Regions from separate parts of the Mus musculus genome. Here region 2 is linked to region 1. Evidence: chromatin contacts called from public Hi-C data. All regions are on one chromosome and are shown on one strand. The core of a region is the stretch at or near the end of the contact, and the rest is flanking DNA. Distances in the headings are between cores, read along the strand shown.

What was found. Hi-C and Micro-C count contacts between places; a contact is called where the count stands out from the background.
Region 2: a contact with region 1 is called in a Hi-C map of trophectoderm, with 2.4 times the contacts expected there. The contact joins two enhancer-like sites. A contact is called at or near these places in 16 of 484 Hi-C or Micro-C datasets (8-cell embryo, colon epithelium, embryonic stem cells and 6 more) and 7 of 115 datasets of contacts at active chromatin or transcription factors (CD8 T cells, bone marrow-derived dendritic cells, embryonic stem cells and 1 more).

What each region holds. Positions count from the first base shown.
Region 1 is chr3:9,077,149-9,079,848 of GRCm38.p6, reverse strand. No RefSeq gene overlaps it. Among named protein-coding and RNA genes, the nearest start is that of 4930539M17Rik, 17 kb to the right of the region's middle. Within about 2 kb of position 1,423, at least 6 of the 459 cell types and tissues checked have an H3K27ac peak or open chromatin away from gene starts, as enhancers often do. A contact at or near this core is called in trophectoderm, where this site is marked.
Region 2 is chr3:9,157,955-9,160,654 of GRCm38.p6, reverse strand. The region is part of intron 2 of Gm41996 (a long non-coding RNA gene); the gene reads left to right. Among named protein-coding and RNA genes, the nearest start is that of Gm41996, 15 kb to the left of the region's middle. Within about 2 kb of position 1,359, at least 10 of the 459 cell types and tissues checked have an H3K27ac peak or open chromatin away from gene starts, as enhancers often do. A contact at or near this core is called in trophectoderm, where this site is marked.

The DNA.
Region 1 (2,700 bases), core at 174-2,673:
GGAAATCTGACACAGGATAGAGATACTTAGCTTAGGTTAGCCTTAAACTCTCAGTGATCCTCCTGCCTCAGCCCCCGCAGCCCCAGCACAGGAGCATGCCCAGCATAGCCCACCTGCTGCCGTGCTGAGAAACCACAGCTGCAGTATAGAGGGGCAGACGGGCAGGGAACTGCCGAAGCTTGTAGAAAAGCCATGACCCTGTCAGCCTGCCACTGTGACCCCACGGGCAGAGAGGTCTCCAAAGCAGACTCATCACACTTGAACCAAGACCTAGACATTTCAGTAGGTTCTGCTCTGTTTCTCCTCTGGGGGACAGCTGGGGGGCAGAATTTCTTCTGATGGGATTATCTGTATTATGTAAACTAAAAAGCAACTTGGTCTGCTTCGTAAAGGAATGGAAAGACTCTCTGGAAAATTCCATTTCTATGGCGTCTCTGTACCCCCTCCCCTGATAAGATCTCAGCTGGGGTGGAGGCAGGTAGGGAGTAGGAAGGACGTCACCCCACCCCACCCTCCTAACAAAAGACCTCAACTCATTTTGTCCCTATGTGATTCTTAGTTATCTGTTATATGCCACGCCCTGATAAAGGCCATGCATGACCCCCTCTGGTCCTCCACTCAATGACACTCCAGAGATTCCGCTCAGGGGTCAACCTGATGCATCAGGTTTATGGCTCAGCCCTATCACTCCTTTTCATCTCTGTGGGTCTGTGGTATGTTATCTTGAAGGTTTTCGATCAGAGAGCAGGGAGTCAGGGGAGGGTGGGGAGGGAGGAAAGAAGGCCGAGAATGAGGGGACAGTGTGGGGTGGGGGCTAGGGCAGAGGGGGCATCTGCCAGGAACATGTCCTCAACAAAGATGGTCTCTTTCCTCCAAGAGCCAGGTGCTGCTCCATGGGGGTGATAACAAAAAGCCAGTTTCATAAAGGTGTGTGCTTAACACTGTCCCACCAGGCATCTCCGTCTTCACTTATTACCCTGCCCTGCTCAGACAGCCTGGACGGTTAGACCCCAGAGGCTTTGACTTGTGCTCCATACAGTGTTCCATAAAGCAGCACCTTTAAACTTGCACACTCCCAGGCATGTGGGCCGGCAAGGTAAACGGTCCCCATGTCATCCTCCGTCCAGGTGGCATAGCTGTCCACACGGAGCCTAAGCCATAGCTCCCTTCTTCAAGAAGTCAGATGGCTGAGGAAAGTAATATAGTTTGTACCTTAGGACCCTTCTTATTCTGCCAAGTACCAGGCCAGGAAGAGCCAAACCTGCCCAGGAACCTCTAGAATGGGCAGTTGTTGGGGTCTCTTGGTTTTGTTTGTTTGGTTGGTTTGGTTTTGGTTTTTTGTTTTTTACCAATACAGAGCATGGTTTGTAAAGGAGCAGCCTCCTTCATCCCCCTGAGGGAAGGCAGGCTGGATGGGACTCAACAGACCCCTGGGGGCCAGGAGCAGTACCACAGTGCGGCTAGGTGTTTATTGGAGGTTACACAAGTCCCTAACACCCACGGGCTTTCCATGCACACCTTTGGCTTGGGCTGAATCCCAATCATAAAAATATAACAATTAAAAATAGAAAAACAAATACAGCTAATACCACTCTTCTAAAAATACAAGCAGATCTTTTGGTGTTCTCTCTCTCTCTCTCTCCCCACCCCCACCCCTGTGTATGTGTGTGTGTGTGTGTGCGCGCGCGCGCGCGCACACACACGCACACACGCACACATACTCCTGTGATTGCTTCACTTACAATGTGGAGAACAGCACTGCCCAACTCAAGGGGCTGGACCAGCAAACAACTCCCTTGTTAAATGGACAGATAAGCAAAGGAAAGGAACCCAGGTATTTGACCACTGAACTACACTCCTTTGTCCTTACTGTAATTTTTTAATCAAAGATTTGTTCTGTTTTCTGAGTTAGTCTCTTGTGAGCTGACATTTGAAATCCTCCCAGCCTCTTCCTCTTCATTGCTGAAATAGGTGTGGTCCACCACAGCTGGCTATATTAAAAGAATTTTGAGGGCATAATGATAACAGGCACCTAGGCAGCTGAGGCAGGATGATCACCACAAGTCTGAGGTTAGCATGTTTTAGGCCACCAAGGGACTACATAGTGAGACACTGTCTACACACACACACACACACACACACACACACACACACACGAGACAGCCCTCTGTAAGGGTGCTTACTGCTATTCTTCCAGGAGACCTGAAATTGGTTCCCAGCATCCACACTGGATGCTGACAGCAGCCTGTAATTCTACTTCCAGGGATTCCATCCTCTGGCACCCACACACCCGTTGTATACAGTCACACATACACATAAAGTAAAATCTAAAAATAAAATTAAAAAAGACAAGGTTTTTTTTGACACAGTTTTAAAAAAAAGATTCTAACATGTCTCTTACAGAGTCAAGCAGGACCTAGCAATGTATTAGATAGTGTGTATTTATTTAATAAACTCTGTTGCCATAGTCTAGAAGCTAGAATGTATCTAGTCCTTGAAGCACGTGTGGGTTGCTTTCTTGCCTCCCCATTTTACAGAAGACGACTTAGGATGCTGAGATGTGAAGAAGCTCTGCCAATGAACCCACGTTTCAGAACATGGCTCCCACCCTGTGCCCAACCCATCTTCTTCCCTTTGCTAAGAAATATGGTGACCCATGGTCAAAGCTTGGAGAAGTATTGCGTGAATGGAGTTTCAAAT
Region 2 (2,700 bases), core at 110-2,609, 81 kb before region 1:
ATATTATTATGGTCTATATATATACTCCACCTACATAGAAGTGAAGATCTCTTCAATGACTAAATGCACCAGGGGCCACTTCCCAATTGTAATTGCTTAATAAACTACACTGTAACCCTAAAGTCAGTGTTGGCCACCTAAAAGCTGTGGGTATTCATTCTAAGGCCACACATCCAGTGTATTGGATATTCAGTTTAGAATAAAGTAATGCAAGGAGTAGAAATGAAATTATTGGTATAAGTCTTTCGTCCAACTTAAAAAGAATTGGCCAGGTATAGTTACATTCACTTATAATACCGGGAAGACTAAGGCACAAATATCCCAAATTTAAGTCCTGTCTAGACTATAGGGAGATTTTAAGCCCAACCTAGGGATCTTAGAAAGATCCTATCTTTAAATACAAATAACAATATAGTTCCCTAGGCAGTAGGGGTACACACCATTAATTCCAGATTTCTGAGTTCGAGGCCAGTTTGGTCTACAGAGAAAGTTCAGGGAGAGCCAGGACGGCACAAAGAAATGCCCCTGAAAAACCACAATAATTTAAAAAGTGTAGCTCAGTAGAGAGTGAGAGCCTACAAGTACCCAGACCCGGTCTCCCAGGCTGAGTACAACGTGGAATTTCTGATCAACCTGTGCCTCCCAAGTGCTGCTAGGCTTAGAGGCATGTTCCACCACACTGTGCTCATGTAACATGCAATCCAGGGTGTCATGTATGACAGGCAAGCAATCTATCTGCTGAGCTGCCTCCCCAGGCCTGACTCAAGATGTTGACACCCAACAACTTAAGGCTAGTCAAAAACAGAAATCCCTAAAACATCCCACCACAGAGGGACTTTTTGTTTTTTGTTTTATTTTTATTTTTTTAATTGTATGTGTAGAGGCTCAATTTAATGTTTTACAAAGTAACTAATCTAGTTAATTACACTCTTTTCTGTCCCCTTTCTATTTAGCACTACAAAACACATGTATGCTATAAGCCTAGGCACTGTGGGCCTGTAGTGCTCAGACAGCGCAAATAGACCAAAAGCCCGGGGCGGGGGAGAGACTTATAGGGAGAACTTTCTGGAGCATCTGGCCTGTTGATCATTAAAGCTCTGCTCTCAGACACAAGAAAGTGAGTTCATGTCAGACTACCCGTTCCCCATTCCAAATTTTAATTTGCCATTTACTCTTTGTACTGTCTGTCAACGTGCTGAATGTTACCTTAAATGGAAGGCTGAATGCATCTACGCCTTTCCAAAGAACCTGGGATTTGAAACAATGAAAAGCCGGTTTCCCTCTACCCTAGAACCTCCCCGGCCTGAGGAAGGCAAAGGAGCAAATGACTGCTGTCCAAAGGCATCTGCAATGCAGATGCTCTCTCTCTTGGGAGTCAGGCAATCTTGGCTGCCCCGCCCGCCCGTCCCGGCTCACCAGTGCCTCGTGGCGCAGCCTCCAGGATGGCAGGTGTTTCATTACTGAGAAATCACTGAACTCCAAGAGTTTTAGCGAGCAGATAAGGCAGTGTTCCTGCTTACTTGGACACTTAGTTCCGGGTTCCTCGGCGGAGGGACGTGAGAACATACATACCCTTTAAAAATCACAGTTTGAAGGATAGAGCCGTGAGGAGTGAATATTGAGTTTATACACTTTTTGTTTGTTTGTTTTTGTTTTTCGAGACAGGGTTTCTCTGTGTAGCCCTGGCTGTCCTGGAACTAACTCTCTCTCTCTCTCTCTCTCTCTCTCTCCTTTCTTTCTTTCTTTTTTTTTCTTGGGAACTCTCTATGTAGACCAGGATGGCCTCAGACTCAGAATTCTGTCTGCCTCCCAAGTGCTGGGACTAAAAATGTGGGCTACCACTGCTAGGTCGACTTTTTTTTAATCTTTTGCTTACGTTCATTTTTCTTCTCTTTTTGTTTGGTAGTATTAGAAATTAAACCTGGTGGGTTTGATTTATTTGCAAGCATATTTTTTAAATAAAGTTTAAAAAATTTTAAAGTGTATTTTTTTAAGATTTATTTATTACATATAAGTACACTGTAGCTCTCTTCAGACACACCAGAAGAGGGCATCAAATCCCATTGCTAGCCACCATGTGGTTGCTGGGAATTGAACTCAGGACCTCTGGAAGAACAGTCAGTGCTCTTAACCGCTGAGCCATCTTTCCAGCCCTTTTATGTTTGTTTGTTTGTTTTGTTGTTGTTTTTTCTGTTTTTTGTTTGTTTTTGGTTTTTTGAGACAGGGTTTCTCTGTATGGCTGTCCTGGAACTCTGTAGACCAGGCTGGCCTCGAACTCAGAAATCCACCTGCCTCTGCCTCCCAAGTGCTGGGATTAAAGGTGTGCACTACCACGCCCGGCTTAAGTGTATTTTTTAAAAAGGAATCAAGCCCATACCTTCCACATAGTAGACAAGCATTCCACTACTGAACTACACTCCCAATCCAGTGACTTTAATTAATTAATTAATTAATTAGCTAATTAATGATGCTAAAGATCAAATCTAGAATCTCCAGCTTTCTGGGCAAGGATTCTATCACTAAACTGCACCCCAGCCCTATTCTTAGGGAACCCATAACCAGATGAGAAAGTTTCAGTTGTGTTTCTTGACCCATCAAACATACATGGACTGAGGATGAAGATGTCCTTTATGGAGTGCTAATGATAGTACAAAGACAAAAAGCCACTGCCACGGGTCAGGTGTGTACAGGGCACACATC